3 separate regions of the Mus musculus genome follow, and all the other regions are linked to region 3. The links are chromatin contacts, called in public Micro-C and promoter capture Hi-C maps. All regions are on one chromosome and are shown on one strand. Each heading gives the region's core, a stretch centred on a gene start, on an enhancer-like site or on the middle of the called end of the contact. The rest is flanking DNA. Distances are from core to core; before and after follow the strand shown. Region 1 holds the start of Kif7 (kinesin family member 7). Region 2 holds the start of Det1 (de-etiolated homolog 1 (Arabidopsis)). Region 3 holds the start of Abhd2 (abhydrolase domain containing 2).

Region 1 (2,700 bases), core at 117-2,616, 440 kb before region 3:
CTGCCCGTGCCCTGCACAAGTTGGGAAACCCATCTGCCCTCCTTTCCTCCAACTCTGCCCTCCCAGAGAAAATGTCTGGCTAACACATCATCACTTTATCACTCTTGGGCTCCCCGTTGCCAGCAACCCACCCAAGAGTGCCCACCCAGGGGCTCAGTTTTTGACCATGTGTGAACATCACCCCAGCTCCTTGCTGGCACTCCTCACCTAAACTCTATAAAAGCCCCTTGCTTTAGCGGATGTGTGACGTCACTGACCTCCACCTGTGAGATCGGTGAACCCACCAGAGATCTGCCTCCTAATAAACCTGCCTGTATCTACTTTTAATCTGGTCTAATCTGGCCTGTATCTGTGTCACCAAGGGAGAGAATATGCCTATCAGGGACCCCCGGCCCCTGCTTATCTTACCAATGAGACACCACATGGCCTCATCATTGGCCTCACTTCAGGCTGTGATTCTACTGTATGGGGCTGAGTGTTTTCTCATATAGATCTGGGAGAACTGGACATTTCTGCAGCCTTTAATTATGCTGCCTCTATAGCAGGCAGTCATCTGAATACATCTATCAAAATTTGTTTTTCTTTAGTGGTGTTTTAAGTGATAAATATGTATTCTGGGATGGTGGTGGTTATTCGTGGTACTTGGGATAAAAAAACAAGACTTCCCTCATGCTAGGCAAATGCCCCACTCTGCCTCTCCCAGTCTGCTTTCCAGATTTTTTATTTTTGTGTTTGTCCAGAGGCTACACCTCTGTAGCCAGGATGGTGCTGATCCCCTGCTGCTCAAGGATTCTGCAGAGTTCTGGGATTATAGGCATGGGCCACTCACCCTGGCTTGGATTCTAGATTTGAATTACAAATTCAACAAAGCATGGTGTTTCCAGTCAAAGAGATGGACAGCCAGCTTTGCCTCTCTGGATGACAAGTGTCCCTTGACAGTGACTCTAAACTGCGATTGAATCTCATAAATCCTAAAATGAGACATAGTTTTAGGAACTAAAACTTCCTAGGGAAGGTGGTTTTGTTGTTGTTACGTTTTGTTTTTAATGAGGATTATGGCTTAACCCTGGGAGCAGAAAGAAAGAAGTGGGTCTATGAGAAGACAGATGTCTGGTGCCGATTTCCCAGTTTTCTAAGACCTGAAGAGAAGCCACTGGCTGCTTCCCTGGGCCCGCCCCCCGGCAGAGGCCCGCCCCTCCCCCATAGGAGGGCCCGCCCAGCCCCGTCTGCGGACCGACTTGGAGGCGCCCTGCCTGCGCCTCCGCCCCCGAGCGCCGGGGCAGGCGGGGTTGCGGGTGAAGGGAGGGATGTTTGGGGGGGCGGGGGTCCCGATGACGGCATCGGAGCGCGCCGGGTCGGGGCGCCGAGCTTGGCTGCGCGTCCCGGGACTGCGCTCGCACTCTGGCAGGTGGGTGTGGGTCCCGAGGGGATGGAGGGCTAGACAGGGCTCACCCGGGAGGCGACTGAGCAGCCCCCCATCTGTGCCCCTCAGCTTACTGCGAGCTCCCTCACTGGGCGGGCCGGGCCAGGAGGAGCAGCCTGCGAGGGTCCACGTTTGTAATCACTTTTGCAAACTTTCCGGGAGGGCCTGTTCCCAGAGGCCGATCGCGCGGGTGGAGTTGTCAGGGCGCCTTTGAGGCTCGGAGCCTTGATTGTGGGGAAGGAGAAGCCGGGACCACACACAGCTCCAGAGTCTACCTGGGGATTGGAGTGCCGCCAGGCACTGTTACCTCTGTGTACCCAGGCTCCAGCACCTAACCAGAACCGAATGAATGAGCGGTTATACAAGCAGAGATGCTAAACAGTAAATACGAAAACAACGAAGTGTAGCGTGGGATACTGCGGTTGAAGAATGTGGTGAGAAAGGAGAAGGCGAGATTGGGGGCGGGAGGGGTCCTCACGGATTGCTAGATAGTATTGTACCCTGTGCTGGGTGCTGATGATAGAGTTCGAAATAGACAAAGAGGGTTCTTGCTTTCCATGGGGAGAGAGACTCTGGCTCTGGCATCCGTGTGGTCAGTGTCTGATGTGGGCAGCACAAAGGGCTGTCTGTAGTGGTGATGGGACAGAGCAGAGCAGCTTCCCTGGCCCTGTGGGGAAGGTGAGCCCAGCCCAAGCGTGGGTGGATGAAGATGGTAACACAGAGGTTGATGGCCTGAGAGGAAAGGCATGGTATTCAGGAGATGGGGAAGGTAGGGAGTGTGTTCTAAGCTTCCTTTATTGTTAGTGGGGTGTAAAAATGAGACTGTCACAACTGTGTTTTTGAAAGATGCTCTAGACTGCGCGGTTGGAGAGGTCGGGGAGACTGAAACTCGGAAAGGGAGCAGGCAGAAGTTATCCCTTCAGGGTGTCAGCAGCATGACTGGTTTTGGCAACAGGATGAGGAGTGTAGCTGATAATCTTGAGAGATACTTAGGAGATAGAACTGGCAGAGTTGGGGGTGGGTGGGTATGGGGGACTTTTGGTATAGCATTGGAAATGTAAATGAGCTAAATACCTAATAAAAAATGGAAAAAAAAAAGAACTGGCAGAGTTTAGTGATAGGAATTTGGTCTTGAAGGATCTTTTGGCTTCTTTGAAGAAGATGGGCAGGTGTCAAGCAGTTTCAGGGAGGAGCAATGGTAGAGACTTAGAAGGGGGAGTGGGACAGCTGGAACACAAAAACCGGAGATATCAAGTGCTGGGGCTTTTTTTATTTTT
Region 2 (2,727 bases), core at 95-2,594, 430 kb after region 3:
TCTGCCTCCCTTCCTAAATGCTGGGGTTATAATCTGTGGCCCCACCCCTACTGGCTCTTATTCTTGTATGAACTTGTGCAAGAGATGTATGTCCCCTTTGGGTCTCAGTTTCATCATGGGAAAGGAAGAGAGTTGTGGCTGGAAAGCTTTAGTAATATTTTATCAAGACTTCAAGTATTTAGGGCTAACAGGTTTAATACTTGGGATAACCTTAAGAGGCAGGTATAGTCATTTTCCAGAAAAAGGCATGAGGTTTCTAAAGCCAGCACCTAAGAATACTGAGCCTGGAAATGGTAGGACTGGGCCAGAAACCTATCATTCTCTTCATAGTCAGTCTATATCCCCAAGTCACCTTTCCCCTTTAGACCTTAATTTTCCTCTCTCCCTGGTCAAAGTCAACACATATCCCTTTCTCATGTGTTGGTCTGCAGAGATATTCATTCTCTGAGTCCTTTGGGTATGGAGAGGGTTGGGAGAGAGAGCAAGGCTCAACCTAGCCTCTAATTCTATATCCTATGTCTCAGAAGAGCTGGGGATATAGAATGGAGATGGCATGGGGGTCCAGAAGAGATAGACCACAATGGATTACTGATGGAATATTTACTGAGATTCTATAAGATGTCAAACCTTGTTATGGGGTGGGAGGTGGGGCTGGAACAGAAAATAAGACAAAAATCCCTGTTCTCAGTTTATAATCTACCAAAGGGAGGAGAGACACAACAAAGCAATACACATCAACAGAAACAGATATTTGACAGTGGTGGGTGAACAGTGGCGGTGGCTACCCAGAAGCCTTAAGAGAAGATATTTTGGGTTTGGTTTCCTGCCAAAGCATCAAAAATAAACCATACACCCAAATACAAACGCGCGCGCGCGCACACACACACACACACACACACACACACACACACACGCAAGCACAAAGGAGAGAAGCCACCGACTCACAGGGAAGAAATAGCTTGTAAGAAAAAAGAAAATTAAATGAAGTAACGTGTAGGTGAAAAGGCCAGTCAATGGTATTGGATTCATTTAGTACAGAAGCTTTTATTGTATCCCCACGTGCAACCACGAGCATGGAAAACGCAGTGACATGGTGCATGTATAATCCATCTTCCACCAGTATGCAAGAAGCAGGTGAAAACTTAACTCCTACTCATAGTAGTTATGAACGTGCCTTGGATCACTTGGTCCGGGGCTTATCCAGCCTCTATGGTCTCGATCTCTCCTCCGGACGCCAGGGTGCGCTGCGCCGCTCCTTAGCTGCATGGCGTCTCGATCTTCCGATCTTCCCTTCTCGCTGCGCAGCGCTTCCGGTAGCGGGCGGAAACCCGGGCTGGTGGCTGCCGACGCCGGGGTCCCGAGGCATGGTGGGGGCGGGGCCGGGGGAGGTGTGCGCGGAGCAGGCTAGGGCGACCCTTGCCCTGGCCCCATGAGCCAGGACTCGACAGGTGAGGACTTGCCCTTTGCGGCCCGCGAGAGCTCCGCGGCGGGCTCCTCCCCGCATGCTCGCCGGGTCTCAGGAGCTCCGGCCCCCGGCTTTGCCCGGGGAGGCCCCGCCCTGGGCTTTTCTTTCCGGGGGCGACCATGGGCATGTGTGTCTGCCTCTTGGCATCCTTTTCTTGTTTTGGAAGCAGTCGCCAAGAGTGTGGGGACATGTGCACTTGCTCCAACGAGGAATAAACCTTGCGTTCACACAATTAGTGACCCGCTTTAGCCAGGCTTTCGTTTCAGACCGCACCGCACCAAAGCGTCTACCATGTGCCAGCCCCAGGGCTGGAAGAGTATACCGCGGTGACCGAAGTAGACCTGGTTACTTCCATTAGAGAGGGTACAGTTCAACGAGGAGACTCAAACATTAAACACAACCATGCAAGCGACCGTGTAAATTAAAAAAAAAAAATGTGACAGATGACTAGAGAAAGAAACAAGAAAAAGATGAGTCCTTTAGGTGGGGTGGTCAGAAAGACTTCCCCAAAACTTGACACTACTAACGTTGCAACGAGAGAATTTATGGCGTGGACCGGAGAGAATGTCTTCCGGAAAATGAAAGTTCCCCTGTGGTTACCCACGTTAGCCAAGAAGATGGCTTGAGGTATGCCCACCGTTTAAGAAGGAAGCTTGCTACGTGTTAAGCACTGTGGTGGGCATACAACAGATAAGTGTATACTTGACCCAGAGAGATCACCATAAATATACACATTAGTAAAATACAGAGAGTTGCAATTGAGTGGCTAGTGTGTTGGAATCTATGTCTCACTAAGTGAAGGAAGGCCTTCAAAGACAGGATGATGAGGCTGATATTGGAGACAGTTCTCAAAGGTGAAGAATTTAGTGTCTACAAAAGACCAGATAGTAGAGTTCAGTGTGTGGTCTGTTGCAGTCACTCTGCTCTTTTCCTAGGGCTAAAGTGGCTCTAGGCAATATGCAAATGAGCGAGTGGCTTTCAGGGAAGGGTTCCTTCCAAAAAACAACCAGAGGTGGTAGTTTAGAGACCTGACTCCCTCTGGTCTGGCGGCTCTGCAAGCCTTTTAGATCTTTATCCAATGGATGTAGCTTGTATGAGGATAAGCTTGAAACAAAAGGATTGCAAAACAATACCCTGACTATGTGTTGTAAGGGTTTTGTTTGTTTTGTGGTCCTGGGGAATCTGTTATGCTGCTCTTTATGAAAGCCTTTGCCAGAACACTACTACCACCTCCAAGCTTTTGAGATAGATCTCTCTCTCTC
Region 3 (2,936 bases), core at 341-2,840:
CTTCTACCCCCTCTGGACTCATCTAGAACTTCAAGAATGAGAACTCTGCCGGAAGTAGAATTCAAATCATGTCCTGCCTAGACCTAGGGTTCAAGGGATGGAACAACTCTTAGTCCTGACCCTGTGATGACCAGCCAGCTGTGACTACCCCAGGCCTTAGGTTTCTTCATCCGTACAATAAGGGGGAAGAGTTAGATGAGCATCAGCCTTTTGGCTTCTAAATATCATGCTGACCGCCAGCAGCGTGGACTGAGCTGCTTTTGGCTGCCTACCCGGACAAAGCTTCATTTATCTTCACCTGGGTAAAGCGGGTTATAATTATTTCTTCTGCTTCCCGACCTTCAGAGGATTATGTCCTTCCTAGTCAAGCAAATGAGGGGAGGCAGTGAGGAGGGGAAATGCATTCTGCTTAGTGTGACTGTAACCCAATGGTCCTTGAAAAGCTCTGGGCACAGATCATGTTGACTCTGCCAATCCTGCAATCTCTCCCAAGCCTGTTCTTGGAACCTGCCTCTGGGCCAGGTAAAACTTGACCAGCTGGAGGTGAGGGCACCACAAAAGAGGAACCAGAAAGTGGAACCCCCAACTGCGCACTTAAGGTGAACCACTTGATTAACTCAGCATTCAATATAATCTATTCCATTTGTACGCAGGCATGCACACATGCATTTGAGAGCTAAGACCTCAAAAAAGATCATTATGGGTGTATTCAACATCCCCTTGGAATCTAGCCAACTCCGGTAAGTCCCATCCTCGATACAGTCAATAAATGTTGTTCAGAGTGCATGGGTGGATGGAGAAGGGCCTCACAGATGGCTCATACAATTCTCCCCTTCCTAAGCATCCCAGACAGGTGGCTATCATCTGGCCTCTGGCTAGGCACTTCCAAGGTCGATGCTCTGGCTGCTCGGCCTGGCAGGCAGCCCGGGGCGCTGCTGGACAGATCTTGTGGGGAAAGCCCACGAAGCACCTAGAACAGTTGCCCCACAAGCTCAATAAAGTGCGCCTCCAAGTAGGTCAAAAATTGCTTCCCTACAACTTGAACCCATCGGTCGTAGGTGAGCCCCGGGATCCCAAAATGCATCGGCCCATCGAAAGGGCTTGTAGTCAGGCCCTTTCAGGTTTCCAGCATCCTGCACTCTCTACCCTGAGTCTGGCCGGCCAGATACCTCCCCCAGGACCAAGACTTCAGCATTGATCAGAGCGAGGGATGGCAGCCAGGAGGCCTCCGTCGGCCTTGTCCCCAACCTCGGTTCCTCGAGCAGGAGAGGACAAAGGACCTTTAGGAAGGCGTATCCCACCAATGGGTTGGGCTGCCCCGTCATCAGACAAGCTGGCCCTCTAGATCCCCGCAGTGCCAGGTGACAGTCCCCCAAACAGTCCCCACGGATCCGGAGCACTCAAGCTGCGGCGCGATGGGCCGAGCCACGCTGGGGACCGGGTAACTCGGGGTTCTGGCCCGACGCATCCAAGGCGCGATCCCTGTTTGGTGGAACTCGCCCAGCCGAGGTCTTACCTTCTCTCATTGACTCCAGCAGTCCAACCCGCCCGGAGTCCGGTTCCCGCAGCTCCGCAGCTGCCGGCTGCGCTCATAGAAATACAGCCGGAACCCCTGGCCAGCGCAGCTCCCGCCGCTACCGGCCCCGCCCAGGCAACTGCCGCCACGCCCCTGACGACCGCCTCTGCTACGCCCCCAAGCAAGGCTCTCCCAGTGTCCATTGGATCACCCAGCCGCCACTCTATTTGTTCATCGCGCTTGTTGCGTCTATATGGTGGCCCATTGGTCAGTAGGACTGCTCCTCAAGGTGGAGGCGGAGATTCTTAGCGGGCAATTCTCCTATAATTGGTTACTTTTGATGTCTTTAGCCAGTGGGCCTAGATGCTATTGGGTAAGGTCCTCCCCGAGGGGCGGGATAAGGGGAGCCGGCTAAAGGATGGGTTATGTTTGATGGTTGATGATACGGAGTAGAGGAGAGGGCCTATTGTGATGGCTTTCTGAGTTCTGGGGCAGAAAGGTCCGGAGTCTTATAGAGATGAACTGGGGAAAGAGATAGCCCAGCCGTGGGGTTCTCAGCACTGGTGTGCCCAGGAAGATGAACCTGTAGCTCAGGACGTAGGTGTTTGAAGTGTGGAGTCCTAACTTAGTAGAGCAGAGGTGGTGAGTCACTAAACCAGAAAGCAAGAGGTGGAGGCGACAAAGAGGTGGAGGCAGCAGCCTTTGACCTCTTTCAGCTAGGGAAGTGGGTGGGAACATGCAGGACTTTATGGACCTGTTACAGTCCCTATGATCTTTCAGCTTTTAACCAGCCCTTGTGGTTGGAGGCCACTTGGAAGAAGTGACCTTTGAAGTCAGACTGCAGTCTTGGCCGTGCCTTTTAGCCTTTTAGAGTTCTCACTGACTATATTTGGTAAGTGCTGGTTGCTGATAGAAGATCAGTACAGTGCGTGGTGTTCCACGGGCGTTTATCAAGACTAGCTATTCATCACTCACCCTCTCCATCCATGCACCTAGACTGGGTTCTACCATTCTGTGAACCTGAGGCTCTGTTCGCAACGGCACGTGCCTGATGGAGAGAATACTGACAACCCGAAAGGGAGCTCCAGTGAGGCAGCCACCGACACACTGCCAAGGCACGCAGTGTGGCTCCAAGAGAAGAGGCAGGAGACAGAAGGAACACATAGCCAGAGGAAGGAATTTAGATTTGAAGCAATGTTAAATTTTCTCTTAATACATTTCCGGACCCCGACAAGGAAAGCATGAGCCAACTCAAGGAGGAGGAGCCAGCACCGGTCTCCTGTTTGTTATTCCAGCAGGAAGCTGAGGCAGGAGGATTGCTTTACTTTGAAGCTACATAATGAGTCCTCCTCTGTCACAATGAGGCCTTGTCACAAACAAACAAAGCAATGTGAGCAAGTAGCAGCCTTTGAAGGCTACT

What was found. Promoter capture Hi-C pulls out the DNA fragments that hold promoters and counts their contacts. A called contact is a pair of places that touch in the nucleus more often than the background predicts.
Region 1: a contact with region 3 is called in a Micro-C map of embryonic stem cells, with 2.6 times the contacts expected there. The contact joins the promoter of Kif7 here to the promoter of Abhd2 in region 3. A contact is called at or near these places in 1 of 39 promoter capture datasets (liver), 1 of 484 Hi-C or Micro-C datasets (embryonic stem cells) and 2 of 115 datasets of contacts at active chromatin or transcription factors (memory CD8 T cells and pancreatic cancer cells).
Region 2: a promoter capture Hi-C map of the HPC-7 cell line shows a contact between it and region 3, with 3 times the contacts expected there. The contact joins the promoter of Det1 here to the promoter of Abhd2 in region 3. A contact is called at or near these places in 9 of 39 promoter capture datasets (the C10 cell line, the HPC-7 cell line, cranial neural crest and 5 more), 2 of 484 Hi-C or Micro-C datasets (embryonic stem cells and pre-B cells), 2 of 115 datasets of contacts at active chromatin or transcription factors (the SCID.adh cell line and memory CD8 T cells) and 2 of 9 other capture datasets (adipose tissue and liver).

The regions. Positions count from the first base shown.
Region 1 is chr7:79,714,373-79,717,072 of GRCm38.p6, reverse strand. Kif7 (kinesin family member 7) reads left to right here and starts at 1,366. Exons shown (of 19, transcript NM_001291222.2): 1 at 1,366-1,408.
Region 2 is chr7:78,845,828-78,848,554 of GRCm38.p6, reverse strand. Det1 (de-etiolated homolog 1 (Arabidopsis)) reads left to right here and starts at 1,344. Exons shown (of 5, transcript NM_029585.3): 1 at 1,344-1,448.
Region 3 is chr7:79,271,920-79,274,855 of GRCm38.p6, reverse strand. It overlaps Abhd2 (abhydrolase domain containing 2), which reads right to left and starts at 1,590. Exons shown (of 11, transcript NM_018811.6): 1 at 1,517-1,590. It overlaps Gm31510 (predicted gene, 31510), which reads left to right and starts at 1,827. Exons shown (of 2, transcript NR_169073.1): 1 at 1,827-1,889.